Linked DNA regions of Mus musculus: regions 2, 3, 4, 5 and 6 are each linked to region 1. The links are chromatin contacts, called in public ChIA-PET and promoter capture Hi-C maps. All regions are on one chromosome and are shown on one strand. The core of a region is the stretch at or near the end of the contact, and the rest is flanking DNA. Distances in the headings are between cores, read along the strand shown. Region 1 holds the start of Sacm1l (SAC1 suppressor of actin mutations 1-like (yeast)). Region 2 holds the start of Tcaim (T cell activation inhibitor, mitochondrial). Region 3 holds the start of Zkscan7 (zinc finger with KRAB and SCAN domains 7). Region 4 holds the start of Zfp660 (zinc finger protein 660). Region 5 holds the start of Zfp105 (zinc finger protein 105). Region 6 holds the start of Ccr5 (chemokine (C-C motif) receptor 5).

Region 1 (4,447 bases), core at 930-3,429:
TTCTGTTTCAAGCACCTGCCTTGGCTGGCTGTACCTAGCTCCAAGGGGGATCTCATACTTTTAGTCTCATAAAGCACTTGCACGAGCACACACACACAGATAAACAATGAAAAATAAAATCTTTTCAAGGTCAAGTTTGTGAGAAAAAAAGATTGAATACACCAGGAGAGAATAATCAATAGGCCAAGAAATGAAAGTAAAAAGGAAGTTGTTTTTCACTTATGAAAGCTGTAAAGAAACTATAATTTATATTTGTATGTGGATGCTTTATTTTTTTTAAAGATAAGGTCTCCAGATCAACACCTCTCTGTCTCAAATTCTAGAATTTTAGGTATATGCTAGTACATGAGACTTGGATATCTAATTTATATGTTATATGTATTCATAAATATCTAATGTTGATTAGCATGTGTGGAAACATTCTGGTGACAGAGGGTATATTGTTTTAATTTTTCCACAGAGCAATTTGAAAATATGTACCAAAAATCTAAATGCCTATGAGATGGACCTTTAAAGTGTCCACTTATCCACCCAAATAGAACATCTTAAAGCAAGAACTCTTAAACCAGGTGTGGTTGGTGGTGCTTGCTTATAACCTCAGCACCTTGGGAGCTTGAATCAGAGTTCCAAGTCCATTTCCATAGCCAAGTAAAGGCCCACTGTCTTATATAAGACAGCCTCAGTCAGTCTCTCTTTCTCTTCCCCTCCCCCCTCTGCACGTACACACATCACACACACCCTTCAAAACAAAACACACAACAAAACAAAAAAAAAAAACCCTCATTTTTTTTAAGTGCTAAAACTGACAACAATGCATATTAATGATCTCAAATCTCAGACAAAAAATTAAAGAGCAAACAAAAAATACTGTTAGCTGGGCAGTAGTGGTGCGTGCTTTTACACCAGTATTCAGGAGGCAGAGGCAGGGATCTCTGAGTTGGAGGCCAGCCTGGTTACAGAGCAAGTTCCAGGACAGTCAAAACTACACAGGGAAACCCGGTCTCGAGAAACAACCCACTATAACTTCATTAAAAGCAAACTAAATCCTCAGAAGTGTAGAAGCCTGGTATGGTATCTTGTACCTTAAATTCCAGTACTCTGGAAAGCAAAGGCAGCCATTTGGCCTGGTCTATATCCAGCAGTATGGACTGCAGGAGTGAGCCACACCCCTTGGTCCTTGGTCTAATTCTGCCCCAATAATTTCCTTTATCTGATACAGTTTTAATAAACTCCTGGGGAGTGGGGTATGTTTTCTAGGACAACTTAATCATGGAGTGACTGGTTAATGAATAGGCTGAGCCCTGCTCCCGATCCACCTTCGTCACATCTGTTTCTGGCTATCTCAGGTCTTACGTAAAATGTTCATGTACTCGTTTTTCTGGGCCTCTTACTGCGAAATCCCCGAATTTTTAAGGTTTCCTTGTGCAGTGGAGGCTAGGTCGGCTTTGCAAGCGGAGCTAGCCAAGGCCGCTGTACCAATCATGAAGAGCAGAAGCTACGCCCTTCTCATGTCAGTGCCGTCTGTGTTCTACCAGCTAGGAGCTTTCGGTGAGATTTTTCCGTCATCGGGTGGGAAGACATTGGCCACGCATGTCCCTGTCCCTGATTGCAAACCTCCACTCTCAAGAGTGTTTTCGTAAGAGTACATTTCCAGACTCCTGCGCAATTTTAAGAACAGGGGAGCTAGGAAACTTGCAAACCGTTTTAGGTAACTCCGGGTTTCAAATACAGCCAAGAAGGTATTATTTTTTCGCAAAGCAACATTAAAACGTAAGACATTTGACCTTGACAATCTAGCTATGATCCTTTTCAAGCAGGCCTTCCAAGGTTCAGGAAAAAGATCGCACACGTCGAGCCAGCCAGGAGTCGAACCTAGAATCTTCTGATCCGTAGTCAGACGCGTTATCCATTGCGCCACTGGCCCGGTGCTGAGGAGGCCTCCTCCACGATAAGTGATCTCCAATTACACAGCTTCACTATGCTTCCTGCTTCTAACCTCAGTCTGGTCGGTTTGTTGAATGTCGCGACTCAGTGCAAAGCTACCGGGACTCCGCCTTTCTCTGCAACGCGTTACACCAATCCCCAGAGGCGACGTCACGGCGTTCTTTGGTCCGCTCCAATCCGCGCATCGGAGGCGTGCCTCGCAGCTCACTGGTTTGTCCGCCGCCGGCTCCCGTGCTCGCCCGAGAGGCGGACCCGGGAGGGGGTGGGGCCAGGCCGAGGCTCCTTGACCACCGCGCCTGGGGAGCGGTCGCCGCGGAGCCGGGGTGGCAGCGGGCTACACTGCGGGTGGAGCGAAGAGGAGGAAGCTGCACGATGGCGGCCGCAGCCTACGAGCATCTGAAGCTGTGAGTCCCGCGGGCTGCGGCCGCTGACAGGAAGGGCGGAGGGGCGAGCGGGCGCCGAGGCCCGGGAGTGTGCGGCCCGCACCGGCCGAGCTCGCGGGCTGGGCTTTCCCCGTCCAGCCTGGCTGCAGCGTAGGCCAGTGTCCCGCAGCCTCGCCCGCCGCTGGACCTGGCGCGGTGAGCCGAGCCGCAGCCCGCAGCACCGGAGGCTGCAGCCAGCTTTCCCTGGGTGGCCTCCGGGAGAGGCCTTTTTCACCGGGCGTGCTCTGACGTCCGCCGGCAGAGCTAACCTTTCTCTTGGTTTCAGGCTTTCTGGGCCTGGGAGTCTCAATGACGGGTCCTTCTTAGGGCGCAGCAATAATTTAGTCAGATGTCCTAAGGGCCGGTCGAATTTACTGTGCTTATTCCAACAGACTGCGTCGACAGCTACAGTAGGCTCGCCTCTATTTTGGCGTAGCAATGTTGAGTTTTGGCAAAGCCAGGACTTGAGGTTTTGAGGCCCAGCCACTGGATGTTTAGAGGTGCAAAAAAAAAAAAAAATAGACATTTATAAGCTCTTTGGCTCGTCCTGGGTTAGAGGAGATGGGGGATAATTTCTCTTGTGTTACCCTCAGCACCTACACTCCTTGTTTGTGAATAACTTCGCCCTAACCGCTTTAATAATTTACCACGGTCTGGGAATGCCTTTAGTAGCAGAAGCAAATATAACTTTCGAAAAGCCAAGTTAAATTATCCTGTTAATTAGACATAGACATCCCAGTTCGTTTGCAGGAAACAAATGTAGTTTGGGTACGCCCAATGAATAACTGAAGGTGTAAAGTTATGAGTCCAGAATTTGGAGGGAGGCCATCTGCCCAACACTTTTCATGTTTTGCTGTGTTCACCCTTTATGCCTCTTCTGCTTGCTACATACAGTTCTCTTTGAAAAGCCCAGCGCCACCCTTCCTTCCACATTTCTTTTAATTAGTTTTCCTTTGTAAAGTGAATAATCACCTTATTGGTGACAGTTGAAGCAAAGTGTACTTACTGGTCTATGTCCGGCCCGAGTCACATGTCCTTTACTGGCAAATTAGGTTATTGTCCACCTGATAGTTGTTGAAGGGCTGAACATGATCTTACACTAGGTCTCAGATGTGTTTAAGCAATTTGGAGTCTTGCCTTGAAGTAGCTCGGCTTTCGGTTACAGGATATTGTTGAGTTTTCCTGCATCGAAGAATAATTGAGATGGATAACTTGAGAATTAGGAAGATTATTTTTGAGCTGCCCAGGCACTGAGTTTCACCAGGCCAGACCTCAATACAGGCAGCCATCCTCCTTGATTCCTGGGCAGGTTATTCAACCTCTGTGAATAATTCTTTTATATATAAAATTAAAAAATAAGAGTGTTCATACTTCATCCTTACCATCCTCTCCAGTTCAGACTTCACTACAGGCAGACACCATTTTATGTGTACACAGAAGAGAAGGGAATTTATCCTTTAGAAGTGGAAATGGTGGTTTTGTAATGAAGTGGAAACTATGAGTCTGGGGTTATATGGACATTCATATCAGTCTTTAGGGTTTGGATGTTTCTATAAATGTGAAGATAGAACTTGATTGCAAGTGTTTCTTTAGCAGGGAGTTTGTGAGTTAGAATCTGTTTTCACCCCTCCCCCCTTTTTAGCCATTCTATTTAAACTTTTAAATATACCCCATGGGCAAAGAATATTCTGTTTTAGAGGTACTTGTAGGCTGAATTAGTTGCTGAACTATCTAAGAATGGTGGGACTTTTAAAAATACCTAAAAAGAGCCATATGTGAAGTTACTTTGCTGGTTGATGGTGGCGCTTGACTTTAATCTAAACCAGCACCTAAGAGGCAGAGGCAGTGGGTCTCAGGCAGCCTGGTCTTGAGTGAGTTTCAGGACAGCCATGGGTACACAGAGAAACCCTGTCTCAGAGAACGGAAATAAATTACTTTATTGTAGATGTATTGGTATATAATTTCCTGAAGTGTTGAAGTGCTTGGATATTAAATGACAACTTCTTGCACCCATGTCACACACTTTCTTCAGCTTATCTCTGCTTTGTTAAAATCCCACCTTTTAGATGTTCTTTGCTTAC
Region 2 (4,447 bases), core at 891-3,390, 720 kb before region 1:
CCCACGGGTATTTTGTTCCCCCTTCTAAGAAGGACAGAAGTATCCATACTTTGGTCTTCCTTGAGTTTCATGTGTTTTGCAAAATGTATCTTGGTATTCTAAGTTTCTGAGCTAATATCCACTTAGCAGTGAGTGTATATCATGTGTGTTCTTTTGTGATTGGGTTACCTCACTCAGGATATTTTCTAGTTCCATCAATTTGCCTAAGAATTTTATGAATTCATTGTTTTTGATAGCTGAGTAGTATTCCATTATGTAAATGTACCAAATGTATCCATTCCTCTGTTGAGGGACATCTAGGTTCTTTCCAGCTTCTGGCTATTATAAATAAGGCTGCTATGAACATAGTGGAGCATGTATCCTTATTACATGCTGGAGCATCTTCTAGGTATATACCCAGGAGTGGTATAGCTGGGTCCTCCAGTAGTACTATGTCCAGTTTTCTGAGGAACAGCCAAACTGATTTCTAGAGTGGTTCTACCAGCTTGCAATCCCACCAGCAGTGGAGGAGTGTTCCTCTTTCTCCACATCCTCCCCAGCATCTGCTGTCACCTGAATTTTTGATCTTAGCCATTCAGACTGTTGCGAGGTGGAATCTCAGGGTTGTTTTCTAGAACCCAGGACCACCAGCCCATGGATGGCACCACTCACAGTGGGCTGGGACCTCTTACATCAGTCACTAAGAAAATGCTTTCCTGCAGTGTGATCTCCAGAGGTGTTTTCTCCATCGCGGCTCCCTCTTCTCTAAGGACTCTAGCATGTGTGAAGTTAACATAAAGCAGCAGCACAGACTGAAAACACAAAGATCCAGGGCACCCCACCAAATGTCTAAGTTACCCTCCTAACAGCTCCCTTTCAGTGGGTCTCATATGACTATTACGTGTACGTTGTGGGAGGAGCACACATCCATGTGGATTTTTGCAGGACAGCGTTTTTGGAATCTGTTCTTTCCTTCCACCTCCATCTAGTTACGGTAATCAAACCACAGTGGTCAGGCTGGAGGGTCTGATAGCAAACACTTTCATCTGTTGGTCGACCTGGCAGCACAGTACTGTATGCTTTATGATAATATGTGACTAAGGACATTGCTAATGAAAATATTTTAAACAAATGTGCCAAAATATAAATATCTAACAAGGATTGTCCCAAAACACTAAGAAGTTAAAACTTCAGAAGTTGTCAGGTGGTGGTGGCCCATGCCTTTGATCCCAGCACTCAGGAGGCAGAGGCCAGCAGATCTCTCTTCAAGGCCAGCCTTGTCTACAGGACTACACGGAGAAATCCCGTCTCAAAACAAAAAACAAAAACTCCTTCAGAAACCACCTTCAGTATCTGTAGCCTATTCTCTTTAACATAGTCCTCACTCTAAATAGTACTGTACGCCACAAATTCAAGTCGTCTAGAGGGGAAAAGCCCTAAATAGGGTAATAAATGGGACAAGTATTTAAAGGAGTTCTCAAAATGGGTAGAGGCAGTGTCCTTAAATCTACAGTCTCACAAGGGCAGGAAAATTGAGTCCCAGCACTCTTAAGCTTGCGTGACATGTGGCGCACACACTGCCTCAGAGACAGGTGGGCAATTGTAAACTATGCTCCTGCAGACAAAGGACACGATGTGGGCCGCAAGGTCGTCTTCAGGAGAATGAAGATCTGAGAGAAGGGGTGGGATGGCTTCTTGCTGGTTGACCAAGCCAAGAGGTAGCAAAGCGAAAAGCAGTTTATATTCCATCATTTGCAGGTCTGGAGATCAGTTACAGACGTCCAATAAAGCAGTAAAAAGCCCATGCTGAGTACACTGAACGTTTAAAAACAGCCTAGTAAGGAGTCGCGATGTGTCATGCCTGTAATCAAAGCACGTAGGAGGCTGAAGCAGGAGAATTGCCGCAAGTTCAAGGCCAGCGTGGGTTACAGTGTGAGCCACTGTCCCAAATAATTAAACTATCTCAAATAGATTAGATTGAGGAAAAGTCAAGTGGGAAATGTAAGCCAGAGGAACCGGATCTTTCACACTCAGCTGCATCTGGGAAGCCTACCAAGACTACCAACGGCTGCTCAGCAAGAACTGCGTCACCAGAGCGCCTTGCATAGCTCCGCCCCTTCCCCCCTCCCCACCAGGGGCTGCGCGTGCGCGCTTTGGCCCCGCCCCTGCCTCCCGCTACTCCTTTACCTTTGCTTATCGTCCTCCCACCTGCCTGCCAATCATCTTTCTCCCTCAGACCTAGTCGGCCGGAAGAACCGGCTTGTGTCTCCCGAAGCTGCCTTCGGAAACCCGCAGATAGCGGGGTAAGGACACCGCTTTGAAGCGGGGTGGGAGGCCGCTGAGAGCCGACGTCCTGGCTGGGAGCCGCTTGCCGGCCTTGCGCAGGCGTTCTAGGAGGAAGGTCGGTCCGCCTTAGCCAATGAGCATGGTTCGTGCGGCCTGCCGGCTCCAAGTGTCGGGGCGTCCAAGCACGAACCCAGGCCTCTGAGACAGTGGGCCAGACCTGTCAGGAGCTCCCTGCAGAGCGAAAGTTGCCCAGGGACTCCACACTTGCCACACAGGCCTTGGCCTGTGCGTGCTGAGGCGTAGGCGAGGCTGTCAGATGGGAGCTGGGTTTAGGCTGCTGCTGGGAGAGCCTTGAGGCTGGTGGGGCCCTGGGAGGAGCTGCACCCCAAGTTGCGGACCTGTCCATTCACCTCTAGACCTGTAATCAAACTTATGGCTAAGTAGACTCTCAGAGGGGAGTCTGAGGCGTAGATTACTCAAGTGCACTTCACCACTAAAGAGCTTAAGGAGTGTGCTAATTCATTCAAGACATCTGTGGAATGTGTGTGTGCGAATGGGTTTAAGATTGTAGGATAATGGTAAAAGGAAACAGGATCAGGCTGAATTTTATCAGTTTGAGACCACCGATTGGAGATTCCAGATTTAATGTGGAGTTCATATAGTTTTAAAAAGGTGTCAAAGTTTGGTTGGCTGGTTGGTTGGTTAGATTTGTCTACAGATGGCCTACTGAAAAGGAACTGGAGATGCCTGCCATCCCTTGGCTTAGTGTTGATGAAGGAGTTTTAAGCTCAGGGAAATTGCAGTGCTAGAGTGGGTACTCTCTGAAAAACCTGATCCCTCATAATGGAAAGGCCCAGAAGACATGCCCTACACTAACCTATAAGATGAAAATGGTTTGAGGGGGCAACAGCAGGTCCGAAGAGTTTTTGTCGTAATTTTTTCTCTTGTGCCAGATCTTAGGGTTCAGTGGGTGTAATTGGACCTTGGAGTAGCACCAGTGCCTGTATATATTAGGTCAGGCTGGGCCAGAAGTGCCTGAATCCTTCTTGAAACTGTAGAGTTTGTAGTTATGATTTAACTCTCCAGCAAGATACAAAAGGAAAGCTAAAGAATTTGTTATCTAGCCAGGCGATGGTGGAGTGTCATTAATCCCAGCAATGGGAGGCAACAGGAGGCAGAGACAGTTGGATCTCTGTGAGTTCAAGGCCAGCATGGTCTACAGAATGAGGTCCAGGACAGCTAGGGGTGTTACACAGAGAAACTTTGTCTCCAAAAACAAACAAATGGAACTTGTTATCATTGATATGTCTAATACTGTCTCCTGGTTTTGCTCTGGTTGTTTACTTGGTTCCCTACTCTAAGTAGAAAGCCTAAAAGCATTTTTTTTTTTTTAAATCCTGGTCTCTGGGTGAGAGGGTGCATGCTTTTAATCCCAGTACTCCAGAGGCAGAAGCAGGTAGATCTCTCTGAGTTGGATGCCAGCCAAGTCTACAAAGTGATATCCTGTCTCCAAAAACAAACAAACAAACAAACAAACAGAAAGGAAAAGAAAAGAAAGGTAGTTAGGTATGGTTTTATCATTACTTGAGAGAAGAATTTTTTTTTCTAAAGAAAAATTCCAAGATAGTTACAAAGGGAAACCATAACTAAAGTGAAGTTAGTGTGAAGTTAAGTTAATTGAAATAAGTTACTTTCAAATACAGATTGTGCCAAGGGGCCAAAGCTCAGTGTTGAAGACCTCTATTTGATAATTTCTGTGCTTGTCAAAAATAATGGACAGAGGCTGTTAGATCTACAAAGCAAGTTCCAGACCAGCCTGAGCTACGTAGAGAGTTGCAGACCTTGAAGAAAGAAAGGAAGGAATGGAACAGAAAATAATACCACTATTAAGTAGATTCGGGTAGTCATTTATACTGGCTTGTAAACGAATTTTATCCTTCCATATCTACCTTCTGTCCACACAGTAGATCATTTCTTTAGGACAAGGCTCTCCAGGGTGCCCTCCCTGCCCTATAGGTGTAGCCTCAGGAAGTCTCCTGTTACTCTGAAAGTCGGAATCATTGCATTTACTGCTTTGTTTTACAGTTATCTACTTGTGTCTGTGTCCTGCTTCTCTACCCTTTCCTCAAACTAAGTTTAGTGAACACAACAAATGCTCGTTGTTTTACCCTGGACCTAACAT
Region 3 (4,447 bases), core at 691-3,190, 640 kb before region 1:
TCTATTCCTGTCTATCCTAACCCCATGTCTGTAACCCTAAACCCCTTTCTCTGCCTTCCCTATTGACAAAAGGGTCATAAAGGAGAAGCAGGCTGCCTCACAGATCAGGATTTTTTATGGCGGCCGCTGTTATTGATCCTATAAAATTGAACTCAGCTCTCACAGAAATGATTTCTAAGCTGTGTTTTTTTTTTTTTAAATTAAGTCTGCTTGAACCCTTACAATGTATATTAAATAAATACAAATTGATGGTTTTACATAAAGAAGAAAGAAAGAAATAGCCTATTTCAAAACCTGAATAACTGTCTCATTGTTATAGATGACCCCTGGGATGAAATATGGAGAATGGGAATCATGGGGAAGCTATATCCCACCAGTTGCGCTGCATGCCCCTCTGCTCATATCTCTCGATACCTGGAGCAGTCCACATGAACCCATAAAACCATTCTTGAACAGGAAATACAACTGAGAAGAAATGCCCAATCCTGGCTACAACATGTTCAATGCGCTTCTGATCTATTATTGCTCCTCACATCCCATCTAAAATGCCTCTCTATGTTTTTTCTGTGCATCCCTTTTGGATCCCCTCTTAGTAATGACTCCTGTTCATGCTACCTCGCATGGTTCCTCCTCAGACCCAGGTTTCTCCTTTAATAAACCCTCATAGGAGGTCCCCCTCTTTGAGGGGCCCCTACCTCAGCATTCCTGTTATAATTATTCCCCAGATACAGATGACCACCACTCCCAGGGTTGTACTACGAAATAGAAGGATGCTGGACCTCCTGACAGCAGAACAGGGTAGAGGGGGAAGCTCGTGTCATCCTGGAGTAAGAATGTTGTTTCTCTGTAAATGAATTGAAATTGGTTGAACAAAATATTAAGACCCTTTGTATTAGATCATTATATCATGTGATATATATATATATATTTTACTAACCTGTGAATCAAAAAAGCAAGCAGTAAGCATCACACCTTACACACAAAGAATCAGGGCCACAGATTGTGCTATTTGAGCCCATAAATGTGTATTTTATAAATCCAAAGCACAGGAATAAAAGTATTTACAAAACTATAATAGTTAAAGAAATTTCAATAAAGAAAGTCATAACAAATTTGAATTCTCAGAGAATTGTCCTCTGAGAGGGACCTACCCTTTTATAGTAAATAAAGTTCTCCATCTTGTTAGATAGCAAACTTTATAACACAATTAATCCTTCCTGAGACTGGCACTTTGAGGTGAGATGACCTCAGAGATAAATTTAGGGTAAAAGAGCCAAGGAAAGAACACCCTGACCCAGACTTGACCCCTAGACCCCAAGAAACAGTTCCACCAATCCCTGAGTTTGCCCCAAACTCTGACTAGAATCCCACAAATCCCAGACTGCCCCAGAAGTCCCATCCCTCACTGAAACCTATATAAGGCCTGCCTTCTCCTCAGTTCCCCCTGCTCCTTGCCTGAGCAGAGGCAGCCACTCTTCTGGGTTTTCCCTTCCGATAAATCTATGTGAGATTTGTTGTGTGGTGTGACTTTGTGGTATTCCTTGACTCCCGATTGCCAGGGTACCTTTCCCAGGAAAGCTGTAACACTTACATCGGGGGAACCTTTGCCTGCTCAAGCAGAACTGTACAGTTGCGGGAACCTTCCCCTTAATGGAACCGAGCTGTAACACAATTAGGAATTGGGCTCTAATTGTATAGGGCATCATCAGGGACAGGCTGGTCTGTCAAAGTCTGATTGTTGGAAAGTATGGCTTTGCTTTTTTTGACCTTTTTATGTCAAGAGTGAGGTCTCTGGAATCTGAATGACTCTAAGTTCAGCATGACACCCTCTTGTGCCCCAGATGTTCCCTGGGTAAAAAAAAATCTTAGCGTTCAAGATTATTGCTCACCTTGGCAACCAAGACTTCCGGAATCCAGGAGGTACCGGAAGTGATGCTCTCATGCTTCCCGTCCCGCCGTCGTTGCCATTTCCTAGTGTCCTGGAGGTGTGTGGGGCCGTTGAGCCGTCACGCATGACGGTGGCGACGCGGTGGAAAGTGCGGCCCGCACTCGGGCCGCGACGCGGGCGGTGCCGGGGTGCTTACCCGAGGCGGAGCCGCGTCGTCCTCGTGTTGTGGTCGCTCGGCTTGGGGTCGGCTCGAGTTGTTGGCTCCCGTGCGTCAGCGCTGCACGGGGCAGACGCGGCCAGGTGAGCGGCTACCGAGGCAGGACCGTGACTCTGGAGTGAGCCCCACGCGAGCTCGCAGATTAGACGTGCAGCGAGACCTGCCGCTTAGCACTCGGCACAGTAAGGACCGCAGGAAAGTGTCCTGTGCTCTTGTGTACTCTCGGAGAGTTCACAGATTACTCCATCTGTCTTAAAAACAAAACAAAACAAAACAAAACAAAACAGGCTCAGAGGAAAATGTCTAACCCTGGGGTCTCCAGTGCCTGATATCTGATATCTCAAACCACGGCACACATCCTAGTTGCCCCAGAGGATCTGGTTTTCAAATGGCATGCATAAACGGAAAGGAAAATGGCTTTTCCCAAATTTTGTCCACTAAACTAACCACATTCGTGTAACATATCTCTCTCCCTGTGTAACACATATGCACGCGTGCAGGACTGGGAAGCAGTCCTGCCTTTTGAATCTTCGCAGGAAACAGAGCCCTGAGTAAACTGCAAACAATTGCATTAAGAGAAGTGATCCAACAGAGTTATGGGTGGAGAGTAGTCCGTGGGATTACTGAAGCTATAAACAGTGGTATGCCCGGAGAGACCAGAAAGTTAAAGTTAAGTTCCAAGTTAAGTAGAAAAGACTTCCAAAAGTTTTAATACTAGTTCCTCCCTTTGGGTGACCCTCCAGTAGTTTAGAGGCCATGACTGGTGAGTTCCTCATAAACAGTTGAAGTACACTGTTATAGTATGAGGTACAGCAAGGGAAATGAGCCATTGTTTTATATCTGGGGAAAGCAGGAAAATATCCTTCAAGAGAGGTGTTATTTATTCGGAGTCTTGACACTTGATTAAGAGTTTGTCAGAAATGACGGGAAAAAACAGGGAAGGTGCAGACAGGTAAAGTGTGGTCCCCACCCCCTTATTTGTAAAGTGTTAGCCCCAAACTTTAGTACATCTTTACCAGCTGAGTTTTGAGCCTCCACTCCCAGCACAAGTTTATGAAAAAATTAAAGATAAATCCTATTTGAATTTCAGTGCTTACTACAGGACATATTAAATAGTTAAATCATTTAGTATTTTCTTTAACATCCAGTTTCCTTGTATACCCTGCTTTGGAGGCCATTGATGTCCTTTTAATTTGGGTACTTGGGGGAAATGGTTGGAGGTGTATGTGAAAGACTGTGAAAGCTAAGCCTAGACATTCAGTTAGCTTTTATCCTGCAGGTGACTGGAGCCACTAATAGTTTGAAAAGGGAAGTCACTTGGAGTCATTTCTGTGTTTGTACTCTTCTCTTCCCCGGAGGCTTTGCTTCTAGCTGCAGAACCTGTTACCAGCTAAGAGCTAGGTGCTCCAGGACTCTGATCATTCTCTTTGTGTTTCTGTAGGTGACACTTTCCTCACTTCCTTTCTTGACTCTGAAAAAACAGCCCCCGCAGTTTGAAGCAGAGACTCATTTTCAGTGTGCCTGCTGTAGCTGGAACCAGCTTCTCTTTTGGGATCACAATGACCATGGAAGGCAGGGGGACATTAGATATCATCCCCAGGACTGCCATGTATCAGAAGCAGGAGGGGAACTTGACTGTGAAGCAGGAACCAGGAAGCCAGACATGGGGACAGAAGAACTACCTTCCCGTCTGTGAAATATTCCGACTGCACTTCAGGCAGTTGTGCTACCATGAGATGTCTGGGCCTCAGCAAGCCCTGAGCCGGCTCAGGGAGCTCTGCCACTGGTGGCTGATGCCAGAGGTCCACACCAAGGAACAGATCCTGGAACTGCTGGTGCTGGAGCAGTTCCTGAGCATCCTGCCCAGGGAGCTTCAGACCTGGGTACAGCTCCATCACCCTGAGACTGGCGAGGAAGCTGTGGCTATGGTGGAGGATTTCCAGAGACACCTTAGTGAGTCAGGGGAGGTAAGCAGTCAGTCTATAGGAACATCTAGAGCCACTCTCTAAACTTGGGCTAGCCTGAGAGCAAGTATTCACCATTCCCCACACTTTTGCCTGGTTTGCCTTTAGGATTCCTGAACTTGCTCCACTGATAGATGGAAAATAGTTTTCTGCTATAAGCCATAGCAGAAACACAAATCCCAGCACTCTTAGTCACTGTTTTATTGCTGCAGAGACACTGTGACCAAAGCAACTCTTATAAAAACATTTAATTATGGCCTTGCTTCCAGTTTGTAGATGTTAGACCCTTATGGCAGGGAGCTTGGTAGCTCATAGATTTATGTAGTACTGGAGAAGTAGCCGTGAGCTCTATATCCTGACAGAGAGAGAGAGAGAGAG
Region 4 (4,447 bases), core at 1,321-3,820, 630 kb before region 1:
ATCACACAATGACAGCCAATAAAGTTCTTCTCCAAATTCCTCTAGTTCCATTGTCTTCTGTATAGATATTGCGTATGTTAGATGTCCAGCTTCCCAATATGTACCATAACGATGACAGATTCAGTTTTCCATGGACCAGCAGTCACTCAAGGATTGGGTAAAAAGTAGGAAAGCAGACAAAGTAACCCCAAGGGGAAAAATGTATTTATCCTAGGCTGAGTAAAGGGTGGTGACCATAGCTGAAGTTTATGCATTTAGGCATAACCCATTTCTATGTATCCAGCCATAAGACTGGAGGCACTAATTCCATTTCCACTGTAAAAGATTGGGACATGCTATATTCCTCGAGGGTGTACAAGCTGCCCTTTAGAGCAGAGGATGCCAGAACTATTGCAGTAACAGCATATCTGTGGCAGGCAGCCTTGGAAAAATTCAGAGCATATCATGATGTCATCAAGAAGCCACAGTGAAACTTTTCCAGTCAGCATTAGGTTGACTTAACAATGGGCAAAACAAAACAGAGAGCCGCACAATGGGTGTTCTCAAGTTGAGTAGCTACTTCCCCTGAATTGATGCATTTCCACCTAGAGGAAGTAGGGAAGCTACCAACATTAGGGAAGTAAAACTTATAAGGCTCAGGAAATAAACACAACTTACAAGGTATTGCTAGAGAGGTAACTAGCAGTTACAAGCCCTTTCCGAGGACCCAAGTTAGGTTCCTCATACCCACATTGAGAGGTCCACAAGAATCTATAACTCCAGTTCCAGAGATCTGATGACCTCTTTGGGATTCTGTGGGCACCAACATGTATGCCTACATGTACACACACACACACAACCTGTTTTTTATCTTACAAGACTCAGAAAGATTCTGAAACCTAGAAAATTCATAAGGCCCCTCCACAAGTTTATAAAAGTAGTAAGAATATAAGGCGGGTAGTGGTGGCACTTGCATATAATCCTAGTACTTGAGAGGCAGAGGCAGGTGGATCTCTGAGGTGGAGGCCAGCCTGGTCTACAGTGTGAGTTCCAGGACAGCTAGGACTACACACACACACACACACACACACACACACACACACACACACACAAACTGTGTCTCAAAAAATAAAACAAACAAACAAACAAGAAAAAGCAGAACAAACAAAGAAAAAACCCACAGGACTCTCTGACCAGTCAAGATGTAAGTTGTGCAAAGCTCTACATGTGCAATATTTAGATATTTGGGACTACTCACCCATGCTAGAGTGTGGTTTCCAGTGATGATGCTGCCCCTGACTCGTCCATGTTCTTATAAGGAATCTCTCATGTATTTTCCTGTAATTCTTGGTCTGTTGGTGGTGTCCTAACTGGAGGAAATAGAAATTGTTTACATAGCCCCTGGAAAAATTACACAACACTGCTGACACAAGAAGAGGAATTCAAAGAAACAAAGATGCAATAAGTTTTTAACACATGAACCTCTGAGAGACATTCCAGATTTGAAAAACAGTGACCAACATATAATTCATTAGTAAATCACTCTGGTCACCCCTTCAAAATGTGTGTAGTCCCAATTTTTACTTGCTATTTCATTTCCAGTCGAAGTCATCATTTCCCTCTGCACAAAATGCAATACCTTTTTGATAAATTTGTGTTTGTTCTTCCTGTCTCTCAGCCTGTTCTCCAAAAGGCAGCAGGCACTACTAACTGTAAAAGACAAATTAGCTTTCACACAAGGTCATTTTAGAATACCTCCAAACACAGAGCAGATTATTCAGAGAATTTACAAGAACAGGCTTCTTGGTTCATTTTATATTTCGTAGGCAACAAATATTGGAATGTGTGACAACACACACACACAACCAACAACCTAACAACAACAAAAGAAAGCTTGTGCCTCTCCTTGTTTCTGAGTTCTTAACAGCTTGCTTCCTGCAGCATCCAGAGAGATCCAAAGCGCTTACCACGGCCTCTAATATCCTTACTGCCTCAGGTAATTCCTGATCCAAGAGTTTTGCTCCTAATGTTCCGACAGGAACACACTTTTCCCAGATGTCTGCATTTTTCCTTCGTTTCCTAAATAAGCTTCGTCTATGCAGTCTACCACTTCTCCCTCTTTTGATTCGCTACCCAATAGCTACCAGGTATCTCTTTTCACCTCCCTTTACTTTAATGCAGCCTCATTTTCTTTACCACTGCGTGTGCAGTTCTTAGAACAGTGACAGAGAAGTAACCTACCATTATGTATTTTCACCTGCTGCAATAAATAGCCGAATCTGACTGTGAGGCTAGGGGTTGTCTCTGAGAAGCCCAGTATCCGGAAGAGGCCTGGCTGACCAGGCTATTGGTTTCTCTCCCCGTGCTACCTGAGGCCTTGGCTGAACTCTCCACGACTGTCCACCGAGTTAATAATAGTGATGTCTGGAAGCCAGGGCATCTGCAGCGCTTCAGAGCTTCTAAGGAACCTGGACAGCTCAGCCCTGGGGCACAGAGATGCTGAGACCTCCGGCTGCCTAGAAGGGCCTGAGGGACTGAGGGGCGTGTCAGCTGGACGACTTGGCCTTGGTACAGAGATGCGGAGACCTCCCGTTGCCTAGAAGGGCCTCAGGCGCAAGGAAGGCATGCAAGTCTCTGTTGCCACTCGCCGGCTTTGTTCGGAGGACTGCGTGTGGTTCGGTGAGGGGTACGCCCTGGGCATTGGGCTCCAGGAGCGAGTGGCTCCCGTGGGTGGTGCCGTCCTGGGTCTCAGGGGTGCCTGCCTTTGTCCAGCATCTCCTGTGCGGGGTGGGGCGATGACAGGACCTGCCAAGGCTCTCGGGGACCAGGCTCTCCCAGGACGACCCAGCCGCGGGCCTGTGTTCAAGCCCCGCTGTGTCGCCAGCCAAGACACTGGCGTCTGGAAGAGGGGGTAGGATTGTCCAGGAATAGTTACTCATTTATGCCCTCAACCAAAACCACCCATCACTGAAAGAGAAGATAGGGAATAAGCTTATAGGCCGACCCTGCTCATCAAAAGGGCAAACAGCATATTCCAAGGCCGAACAATTTTAAGAAATCAGTAATCAGGAAAACATTTAGCATCCATTAAAGGTCTTATGTGTAATACTTATTATTCTTATTACTGTTATTATCACTATTGTAATTTGAGACAGGGTCTCACTATGTAACATTGGCTGACTTGAAACTTGCTCTGCAGACTAGGTTGGCCTTAAACTCACAGAGATTCACCTGCCTCTGCTCCTGAAGTGCTGGGATTAAAATCATATTTGGCTACCATGCCCTGCTACTAGTCTTTTTGAAAAAAATTTAATTTATTATTATTATTATTATTATTGTGGTGTGTGAGTGTGAGTGTGAGGGAGGGAGGGGGAGAGAGAGAGAGAGAGAGAGAGAGAGAGAGAGAGAGAGAGAGAGCGTTTTGCAGGTCAGGAGGTTAACAGAAGACACAACACTGCCTTGGGTGTAAATCTCTCACATGTATCTGTTTACAGCGACTCAAGATCTTCCGCACTGAATCCAAGGAGGCGTTCAGGAAAAGTGTGCTGGACAGATCCTTAGGAGCGCAACATTTACTGTGTTTGAGAATGACGGTGAGTTATTCTCTTCTCTCCTGAGTGATCAACAGCCAGTCAGCCTGTGAAGTCTGCCTGTGAAGTCAGTCTGTGAAGTCTGCCTGTGAAGTCAGCCTGTGAAGTCTGCCTGTGAAGTCAGCCTGTGAAGTCAGTCTGTGAAGTCAGCCTGTGAAGTCAGCCTGTGAAGTCAGCCTGTGAAGTCAGTCTGTGAAGTCTGCCTGTGAAGTCAGTCTGTGAAGTCTGCCTGTGAAGTCTGCCTGTGAAGTCAGTCTGTGAAGTCAGCCTGTGAAGTCTGCCTGTGAAGTCAGCCTGTGAAGTCTGCCTGTGAAGTCTGCCTGTGAAGTCAGTCTGTGAAGTCAGCCTGTGAAGTCAGCCTGTGAAGTCAGCCTGTGAAGTCAGCCTGTGAAGTCTGCCTGTGAAGTCAGTCTGTGAAGTCAGCCTGTGAAGTCAGCCTGTGAAGTCAGTCTGTGAAGTCAGCCTGTGAAGTCAGCCTGTGAAGTCTGCCTGTGAAGTCAGCCTGTGAAGTCTGCCTGTGAAGTCAGCCTGTGAAGTCTGCCTGTGAAGTCAGTCTGTGAAGTCTGCCTGTGAAGTCTGCCTGTGAAGTCAGTCTGTGAAGTCAGCCTGTGAAGTCTGCCTGTGAAGTCTGCCTGTGAAGTCTGCCTGTGAAGTCTGCCTGTGAAGTCAGTCTGTGAAGTCAGTCTGTGAAGTCAGCCTGTGAAGTCAGCCTGTGAAGTCTGCCTGTGAAGTCAGTCTGTGAAGTCAGCCTGTGAAGTCAGCCTGTGAAGTCAGCCTGTGAAGTCAGTCTGTGAAGTCAGCCTGTGAAGTCAGCCTGTGAAGTCTGCCTGTGAAGTCAGCCTGTGAAGTCAGCTTGTGAAGTCTGCCTGTGAAGTCAG
Region 5 (4,447 bases), core at 604-3,103, 610 kb before region 1:
CACAAAGGAATTCTTATGGACTTCAAGACTTCATCAATAACAAAAGTTCATACTGTGGGAGAATTATTTGGGCTGCAAATATGAGTCCATTGAGTCCCAAACAGAGATTCGGGAAATCTAGGTAGGGCTAGGCATATGCATTAGTATAAGAGTGCTTACCAGCATACACGAGATCCTGGGTGTGATGGTCTGAATATGCCCGGCACTATTAGAAGGTGTGGCCCTGTTGGAATAGGTGTGTCACTGAGGGTGTGGGTTATAAGACCCTCATCCTAGCTGCCTGGAATCCAGTATTCTGTTAGCAGCCTTCAGAAGATGTAGAACTCTCAGCTCCTCCTGTACCATGCCTGCATGGATGCTGCCATGTCCCTGCCTTAATGATAATGGACTGAACCTCTGAACCTGTAAGTCAGCCCCAATTAAATGTTGTCCTTATAAGAGTTGCCTTGGTCATGATATCTGTTCACAGCAGAAATGTCCTAACTAAGACACTGGATTTGAACCCAGAACAGTAAAAAAGAAAAATACAGTCATATGTGAAACAGCACACAATCACAGTGAAGTAACTGTTGAATATGACCCCCTAGGTCTTAATAGGGAAAACTCATGACCGCTCTGACAGACAAGTTGAAGAAACTTCACCTAGGTTTCTAAAGTCTAGAAAAACAATCTCAATTCTAATTAAAAGATAGTTTGTACCAAATCATTTATTGTGACTCTGGAAAGAGGCTCTGGAGCACTTTAAGACTGAAGAAACTGAGTTTGTCTCATAAAGGGTAATGGTGAGGTTGTAAATGATAGCAAAATAAGTTTTTTAATTTAAAAACTGGTCATTGTTTCTAAACATGTACATCATACATTTTCTTAACATGGTGTAGGTGCTACAGAAAACCTATATAATAGTGTAATCCAGAGTTGTGATCCAGTTCTGCTGCCTGAGAACAACCTGTGAAGAGCACTGGATTTAGGCTCAGAAGACATGGGTTTGGAGTCTGGATCTCCCCTATACTATGTGATGTCATTTATGGCCTCAAACTCTTAGTGCCCCAGCCCCAGCCTCTTGAGAGCTGGGATCACAGATGTGAGCCACCAGTCCTTGGCATGATACTGTGTAATCATTTAAGATTTACCCAATGAGGAACCCGAGTAAAGGGCGCTGCCTTCCTCTGGGTTTATCATTTCAAACACACAAAACCAAAGAGCGGTAACTGGAGTATTGTGAAACTCATTTGGGGGGCATCTCTGCCTGAAATGTTTGTGAGTTTTGTTATTGTTAGGTTTGATTTTTGTTTTGAGGACCCGGTCTCTCTATGTAGCCCTGGCTAAGCTGGAACTCACTATGTAGATCAGGCCAACCTCCAGTGCACAGAGATCCACAAGATTATGGTATGGCTCTGTGTGCTGGTGTGCACCACCACTTCTAACGGTTTTGAAATCTTTTGAGACAGTTAAGTACATCTGAATATGAATAGTTGTTAATTTTTCTTATTGGCAATGATGGTGGTGTACTTGGAATAAAGAGTTTTACTGTTTATAATTTCCAAAATTGACCTTAATTATATATGAGAATTAAGGCAAATATTGTCGAGATGAAGGATAGGGGTATCCTCTGTACCATCCATCAACCTTTCTGTACCATTTGATATTTTGAAGATAAAAATGCTGAGGGAATTTTCTAAGATCGTCAGCTCTGGTAGGTAGGGGCTCGGCTTGGGAGAGTGCCGCTGCCTGGCGGGCTAAAGCCCTGCCCGCCCTGGGCACCGAGGTGTACGACCCCCGTCGATTCCTAGAGAGGCCGGCCTGCCTGGGGAGCCGGAAGCCCGGCGCAAGGCACTTCCTGTCCGGTCATTGTTCTCAGCCCCGTTGCTGCCGAGAGACTCTGGAGTCTCATCCGCGAAGCGGCACCGGCCCGGTTGGGCCTTCGTGGCGAGCCGGTCGCAGCGGGCGGCGAGGGGCGCGGGACTGTTCTCCACCGACCATCGCGGGGCCGGGAGGTAGCTCGGGGTGTCCGGGCCGGGCGGCGAGCCTGCTGGTCGGGATGGAGGAGGGCGGCCTGTGCAGATGTCTCGGGCCTGCTGGGGCCAGGGGCCCGACAGTCTGGCCAGGAGACTCAGGCACGTGGTGAGACGAGTCTCAGAGGCTCTCCTGCCAGAATAACCCGCCAGAATTACTCTTTGAGGCCGTGGTGAAAAGCGTGGCATTACTTAGGAATTTAAGTTTGCACAGTGAAGATGATGTTGGAAAATGAATATGAGTACCCTGAAGCAGCAGCAGAATAAGGCAATTTAGTAAACATTAGCACCGGTTTCTAGTAAAAGAACCAAAGAGGGATAGAAGCACAAACCTCAAACTCCTTATATACAGCTAAAATAGATTGTTTGGCTTTATTTAAAATAAAACAAAACCCCTGTCGGCTTATCTGAAATAAAGAAGTCCCGTTAATTAGTAGTCGTGTGCCTGGCTTTAGATGCTGTTTTAGAAAGCCGTTTGGCAATAAATATAAACCCTTAAGCTAGTGATCACGCAGTTCCTTCTAAAGGAGTAATGCAGCTGGTCAAAGGAATTCTTCGTACAGGAAACTATTACTAAAATAAGCAATAAAGCCCACGTTTGCTAAAGAAAAGATTGTAAATTTAAAATCTTTTTGAATTGTGTGTCAGAATTGTGTGTGTGTGTGTGTGTGTTCTGTAGCTAGCGTATATTGAAAGACAAGACTTGTAAAACACTCATTGAGTCAAGAACTGGTTGTGGCTCAGTGGTAGAGCATTTGTCTAGTATACATTAGGCCTTTGTATGGATTCCCAGCACGGTAGAAACAAGCAAAACCACCAGTCCAGAAGGGTGAACCCTGTGCAAGTGCAGCCTGAAGGTGCACACACTGGGGACTGGGTAGGGTATCACCCAATTTGTGTATGTATATGTTTATGCGAAAGTATGTATAGGTCAGTTTTATGTGTTTATTGACAATTATAGAGTATTTGTGCAACAATTAAAAATAAGGATAAACAAGGTCAACATGAGTAATTTTGTTTTACAACCAAAATTTAGTCTTATCAAATATTTGGAAGATGTGGGAACTACAAAAATGAAACAGACAAAAAGAACCTCAAAAGTACTTGTAGTTATACTCTCTGAAATAATCATTCTTTTCTCCTTGGTAGTGAATCTCTCTAAGATCCCCTTTTTAAAAATCCGTCTAGCTGGGCAGTAGTAGTACACCTCAGCACTTGGGAGGCAGAGGCAGGCAGATCTCTTGAGTTCAAGGCCAGCCTGGTCTATAGAGTGAGTTCCAGGAAAACCAAGGCTATACAAAGAACCTCTGTCTCAAGGAAACAAGAAAACAAAACAAAATCAGTTCCCATAGTAAAAAAAAAACTGTAAGTAAAATAATAATTATCACTGGATTGGAACTTTTCCTTACTCTTTTTCTATATAATAGTTTTTACAGTTAAAATGTTAATTCATTCTTTCCTTCCTTCCTTCCTTCCTTCCTTCCTTCCTTCCTTCCTTTTTCTTTCTGAGTCTCAGTATGCAGCACTGGGTGGTCTGTGTAGACACAAGTGCTGGGATTAAAGGTGTATACTACCAGGCAAGATATTATTTTGTATCAGAAATAAAAAGTGATTTATACATCTATTTTTGTTATTTATAGTCAGCCCCTATCATTTGAAGGAGAATGAAACATTACTGTTTTACTGTGACCACCAACCAAGGACTAGTAACCAGTGGCTGTGTGTTATCCTTGCTAGATTAGCTGTTAACTCTCTTTTTCTGGTGTTGCAGTGAATAGCTCATCTTGGCTCTGGAGACTTGAAGGTTAGATGGAGCTTGACCGATGTTGGGTATCCCTCAGCTATCAAGGATCCTGCATTGAACAGAGAAGATGACTACAGAATTGAAAGAGACCATGGGCAGAGCCTCTTGGGACCCAGAGAAGGTGAAAATGGAAGAAGATGATGAAAGTGTCATAAGTCAGGCATCCAGCCAACAAGTGTACTATGAGAACGACAAGGACTGTGCCCCAGGGGAGGGTCCTTATGGAAGCATCAGTGTATCAGAAGATGAGGAAAAGGTAAATGATGATCTTGGAGAGAAGAGAAATGCAGACCCCAAATAGTGTCACAGGTCCTCTGCTGCCAGACCCAGACTCCATTTTCCTGATTAGGGCTCTGACCTTTATTCCTTTGCAGTATAGTGAGACTTTGCCTTCTGAATGATGTGCTGGTTGTTCTGTAGGTCTGCAGCTTCCAACCATCGATACATAGAACTTGATCGTGACAGTATCTTGGTGCCCACATTATACTCTTATTCTAATCAAACCAGATTCTGGGAATAAGACCTGGGTTTCTGTGTTTTTACAAATACATTTGGTGACTCCATCCAGTTCCTTATCATAGTTAGTGTCTGTCCTCTGAGGTGTTGATGCAAGTGTAATTGGGTGTACGAG
Region 6 (4,447 bases), core at 970-3,469, 590 kb after region 1:
GGCATCCACAATAGTGTTTGGGTTTGGTAACTGTATATGGGATGAATCCCCAGGTGGGACAGTCTCTGGATGGCCTTTCCTTTAGTCTCTGCTCTACACTTTATCTCCATTTTTGCTCCTGTGAGTATTTTGTTCTCCTTCTAAGAAGAACCAAAGTATCCACACATTGGACTTCCTTCTTGAGCTTCATGTGGTCTGTGAATTGTATCCTGGTTATTTGGAGCTTTTGGGTTAAGGGAGACAGCAGACGCTAGCAAGGATGTGGAGAAAGAATAACATTTCTCCATTGCTGGTGGGAATGCAAGCTGGTACAACCACTCTGGAAATCAGTTTGGCAGTTCCTCATAAAATTGGACAGAGTATTACCTGAGGACCCAGCTATACCACTCCTGGGCATATACCCAGAAGATGCTCCAACATATAATAAGGACACATGCTCCACTATCTTCATAGCAGCCTTATTTATAATAGCCAGAAGCTGGAAAGAACCCAGATGTCCCTCAACAGAGGAATGGATACAGAAAATGTGGTACATTTACACAATGGAGTACTACTGAGCCATTAAAAACAATGACTTCATGAAATTCGCAGGCAAATGGATGGAACTTGAGAATATCATCCTGAGTGAGGTAACCCAATTGCAAAAGAAAACACATGATGTGCACTCACTGATAAGTGGATATTAGCCCAAAAGCTCCACATACAGAATTATAACATTTGTCTAGCAGCAGTGAAGAGATCTACCTAAGAAAATGATTTTAAAACATTAAGATTTTAAATTGTGTTTATTTTGAAAATATTACTGAGTGTGTAATTAAGAGATTGCTGTTTATTTTGTTGTGGTTTGTCTATAAACATGCTGTGAGTGCCCCCTATTGCTACCAAATTCAGGCCTGGACATTTACCACATAGAAAATTAATCATCAGGAGACACACATTGGTAGAAAGAAAACAGTCTTTATTAAAGACACCATTCACCCAAAAGGAAGCAAACTGACACCTCAACTCCCTGCTTCCAAGTTTTTGGGGAAAATGTGAATGACTGGTTATGTATAGAATTTGCATTCCCAGGAACTTGAATCAGACAATCCCAGGCTAGCCAGAGTTATTAATCTACTGGTTGTGGTCTAGACTTACCTTGCATACAAGATGTTCTGGAGTGCAAAGAGAAAGCCATATCTTGGGAATGAGGAGTAAGAATAAAGCAAAATGGAGTTACTGAACGCAATAGCCTGTTATAACAAACCATGAAGTGACTATTGTTATTTAGCCTAACACACTGGCTGCAGAAGTCTTGTGTCTTGCAGGGTCTCTTGTGTCTCATTGGCAGCTCTGTGCTGTTATTAGCTCCGCTGTCATTTCTTGATGTTTTTAAAAATTCCACCAACCACCCAGCTGATCTGATATAGTCACATATATGGCATTATTATATTATCCTAAATTTTATCATGCACTTCTCTTTGTTGTTCCATGAAAAATCCTTCACGGCTCCAGATAAATTATGTTCTTGGATTGAGACGCTCTGTTACCTTCAAATCTGGTATAGAATAGATACTCATAAGTGCCTATGCAAAATGTGTAATTTTGTATGTCACTTGTTACCAGATACATGAGGGAAAAAAAGAAATATGTTTAGTTTTCAGGAAAACATATGGTAAACCTGTTTGATAGCAGTTGTTTTAGTTTACACTGAAGAGTCACACAGAGCAGTAAAAATTATGTGTGTGAAATGTAGGACAGCGAGAGGAAGATGAGTAAAAGAAGTAGCAAGATTGGTGTCTGGGATAAAGCTCCCATCTCACTTTAAATTGGCTGGAACTTACTTTAATCAAGAGCAACTACGAGAAGAATAAATTCTCTTGCCATTTTGGCTTTACCAGTGAGAAGCAGAGATATTGCATGCACTACTTGTCTCTTAGACAGTGACTCTCTTGACTCAAATGTGGGCTTTAATTAATGGATATAAGTGTTCTTCTGTCATTAATACCCTTTAATTTTTCTGATTTCCAACGAAGTGTGTAGTTGGATGAGCAGAGAACATAAGTAAAAGAGTCTGAAGAAGGAAACTCCTCAAAAAACTTTCAGTCCAGAGCTGCCTTCTATTTTCTACTCTAAGTGCAACTTTAAAGAAAAAAAAAGAAGAACTGATCTGACACCCCCAACCCTGAACACTACGTAATACCTTTTCTCATTAAACTCCACCCTCTCTGCAAGAAACTGTGTTTCTTACTTTATACTGTCTTCATGTTAGATTTGTACAGCTCTCCTAGCCAGAGGAGGTGAGACATCCGTTCCCCCTACAAGAGACTCTGGTAAGTCACCTCTCAGCCCTTGCTTGACTAGTTAGCTCAGCTTCCTTGATGAGTAAAAACTTTAACAGGAAATCCTGAGAGGACATCTGTCAGCACCAGGTGCTCACAGAATTATCTGAAAATATAATCTTTAAGATACAGGAAAGTTAAGAATTTAGGATATGTTTCAGCATGTGATGTCATCAAATATCTGAAACATGATTGTGAATGAAATATTTAAAAAGAGAATTTTTTAAAGCAAGCAAATCCTTACCTTTTAAAAATAGCTTCTAGAACAATGCTATTGGTTGAAATCTGGTTTGATAATCAGCTGAAAAGAGGTGAAATCTTTCCATGGGTCACGTGTATATCCTTGAACATGTGTGTACCAGAAGCTCTAAGTTTCTTGTGCTCTCTTGTTCTCTCTTTCTCTTCTTGCCCTGACTGTCTCCAAGAAAATAGAGAAACCTAAAAATTGTCTAAGGTCACAAACATCAAAGTTTCTACAGCACACTTAGTAGAAAATTCTTGTTCTGGCTTAGCCTTGAAGGTGTGACTTTTTTTTGGGGGGGTGCTTCTCTTTGCTACCTAAATGGGAAGTATGAAGAGCTTTAGAGAACTAAGTAAAAAAAAAAAAAAGTTTGAGGAATTTAAACAGGGCAAGCCAGTTGGTTGAAGAGGCTAGACAGTGAATATCACCCATGGAGATGAAAGAATCATTTTCTACTTGATAATCTCTTCTACGTATATGAGAACTTTTGATGGTGGAAACTCAGGAAGCAGAAATAACTTTAGAGAAAAAATGAGGATGGTCTACTTTAATTACTGATGCTATATTCTATGACACTGTTTGAGTGTTTGGACATTACATCATTTTATCCTGACTACAGAGAAGCACCCTTGTCAGAAGCCATCCAGGAAAGGCTGAGGCTAGCAGGTGGCCTTAATGGAGGCGGCCCATCTTTTAGCATGGACAAAGCTCTAAGAGGCAAGGTCCCAAAGAGACTTGGGTTTAGGATTGCTTCTTGCAGCTGAGAAGCCTTTTCCTATCACTTCACATAGCCTAAAAGTTCGTGGGTATCAGCCCACCATATTGGTCAGATTTCTTGCACATCAACATAAAGATGAACTTTCATGAATTAACTAATGCTGTTTAGGTGAATTAATGACTTTATAGAGTTCCTGATTTGATTTAAATAATCTTAGGAAGAAATTTTTAAAAGATGGTTTTAGTTGTTTGCTAGAAAGATGTAATAAAGTTAAAATCAAGAATAGAATGTACCCACTCCTCATAATAGTAAGTAAGGCTGCATAATAAGAAATATAATGAGTTGTTATCACTACACTAAAAAGAGAAATATGCTTGGGACAAATTTGTGTTTAAGGAAAAAGTATTCAAGTTTAAGAATTAAGCCACAGGTGTACACTATTATAAGACAAAGCCATGTGAAACAGTGACTATGAACTTAAGTATATAGAATGAAAAACTGCTTTAAAGTTAATATCAACATCCTTTTGTAACTCTCATTTTGTATAACATTTTGTCATGAGGTAATTTTCTAATAACTTTTATCTATAAAAAGGCCAGAGAGAGGAAATAAAGATGAGTGGGTGGTTGAGGGGGAATCTGTACCATCTACCCACCTACCCATCCATCCATACATACATCCATCCAAGGTAGTGATGCAGCCATTTTCTCCTTCACCCAGTGTGTATGTGTCTGTGAGAGTGACATCTTTCCTTTCCTTTTTCTCTCTGATTCAAAAAGAGTTAACCAGCCTGGCCAGTGAAGGGCTTCTGGCTGCCTGGCAATAAATCCTTTATTTAATCCCCTGTTGTTAAGCAACAGGTGATAATTCCTCTGAAGCCTTTGGCTTCTGGCCCAAGAACAATGAAGAATCAAGAGTAAATATTATTTATACTAAGAAACCTTTATTCTTGAAAAATCAAGTTTTGGTCCCCACCCTTCTACTGCTCTCCCAATTGGCTACTATCCAGAAAGAGCCAGTGTTCTGGAAAGCTCAAGGAAAACCATGGAGAGAGAGAGAGAGAGAGAGAGAGAGAGAGAGAGAGAGAGAGAGAGAGAGAAGGAAGGAGAAAGAGAGAGAGAGAGAGAGAGAGAAGGAAGGAGAGAGAGAGAGAGAGAGAGAGAGAGA

The links. Promoter capture Hi-C pulls out the DNA fragments that hold promoters and counts their contacts. ChIA-PET counts read pairs in DNA pulled down with a chosen protein or histone mark. Capture Hi-C pulls out chosen DNA fragments and counts their contacts.
Region 2: a contact with region 1 is called in a promoter capture Hi-C map of adipose tissue, with 2.9 times the contacts expected there. The contact joins the promoter of Tcaim here to the promoter of Sacm1l in region 1. A contact is called at or near these places in 2 of 39 promoter capture datasets (embryonic stem cells and hippocampal neurons), 2 of 484 Hi-C or Micro-C datasets (Th1 cells and cerebral cortex), 1 of 115 datasets of contacts at active chromatin or transcription factors (memory CD8 T cells) and 2 of 9 other capture datasets (adipose tissue and liver).
Region 3: a contact with region 1 is called in an RNA polymerase II ChIA-PET map of memory CD8 T cells, with 6 read pairs. The contact joins the promoter of Zkscan7 here to the promoter of Sacm1l in region 1. A contact is called at or near these places in 2 of 115 datasets of contacts at active chromatin or transcription factors (large pre-B cells and memory CD8 T cells).
Region 4: a contact with region 1 is called in a promoter capture Hi-C map of embryonic stem cells, with 2.3 times the contacts expected there. The contact joins the promoter of Zfp660 here to the promoter of Sacm1l in region 1. A contact is called at or near these places in 1 of 39 promoter capture datasets (embryonic stem cells) and 2 of 115 datasets of contacts at active chromatin or transcription factors (embryonic stem cells and large pre-B cells).
Region 5: a promoter capture Hi-C map of embryonic stem cells shows a contact between it and region 1, with 2.5 times the contacts expected there. The contact joins the promoter of Zfp105 here to the promoter of Sacm1l in region 1. A contact is called at or near these places in 1 of 39 promoter capture datasets (embryonic stem cells) and 1 of 115 datasets of contacts at active chromatin or transcription factors (embryonic stem cells).
Region 6: a contact with region 1 is called in an RNA polymerase II ChIA-PET map of memory CD8 T cells, with 37 read pairs. The contact joins the promoter of Ccr5 here to the promoter of Sacm1l in region 1. A contact is called at or near these places in 3 of 115 datasets of contacts at active chromatin or transcription factors (T-cell acute lymphoblastic leukemia, effector CD8 T cells and memory CD8 T cells) and 1 of 9 other capture datasets (liver).

Annotation. Positions count from the first base shown.
Region 1 is chr9:123,527,574-123,532,020 of GRCm38.p6, forward strand. It overlaps Sacm1l (SAC1 suppressor of actin mutations 1-like (yeast)), which reads left to right and starts at 2,180. Exons shown (of 20, transcript NM_030692.5): 1 at 2,180-2,348. The coding sequence starts at 2,317. It overlaps n-TRacg2 (a tRNA gene), which reads right to left and starts at 1,924; the gene lies at 1,852-1,924.
Region 2 is chr9:122,803,407-122,807,853 of GRCm38.p6, forward strand. Tcaim (T cell activation inhibitor, mitochondrial) reads left to right here and starts at 2,141. Exons shown (of 11, transcript NM_001013405.2): 1 at 2,141-2,282.
Region 3 is chr9:122,884,878-122,889,324 of GRCm38.p6, forward strand. It overlaps Zkscan7 (zinc finger with KRAB and SCAN domains 7), which reads left to right and starts at 1,941. Exons shown (of 6, transcript NM_001177505.2): 1 at 1,941-2,188; 2 at 3,547-4,072. The coding sequence starts at 3,665. It also overlaps a transcript of Zfp445 not described here.
Region 4 is chr9:122,900,678-122,905,124 of GRCm38.p6, forward strand. It overlaps Zfp660 (zinc finger protein 660), which reads left to right and starts at 2,571. Exons shown (of 3, transcript NM_001353989.2): 1 at 2,571-2,658; 2 at 3,474-3,572.
Region 5 is chr9:122,921,225-122,925,671 of GRCm38.p6, forward strand. Zfp105 (zinc finger protein 105) reads left to right here and starts at 1,854. Exons shown (of 4, transcript NM_009544.2): 1 at 1,854-1,994; 2 at 3,784-4,072. The coding sequence starts at 3,884.
Region 6 is chr9:124,119,324-124,123,770 of GRCm38.p6, forward strand. It overlaps Ccr5 (chemokine (C-C motif) receptor 5), which reads left to right and starts at 2,220. Exons shown (of 2, transcript NM_009917.5): 1 at 2,220-2,312.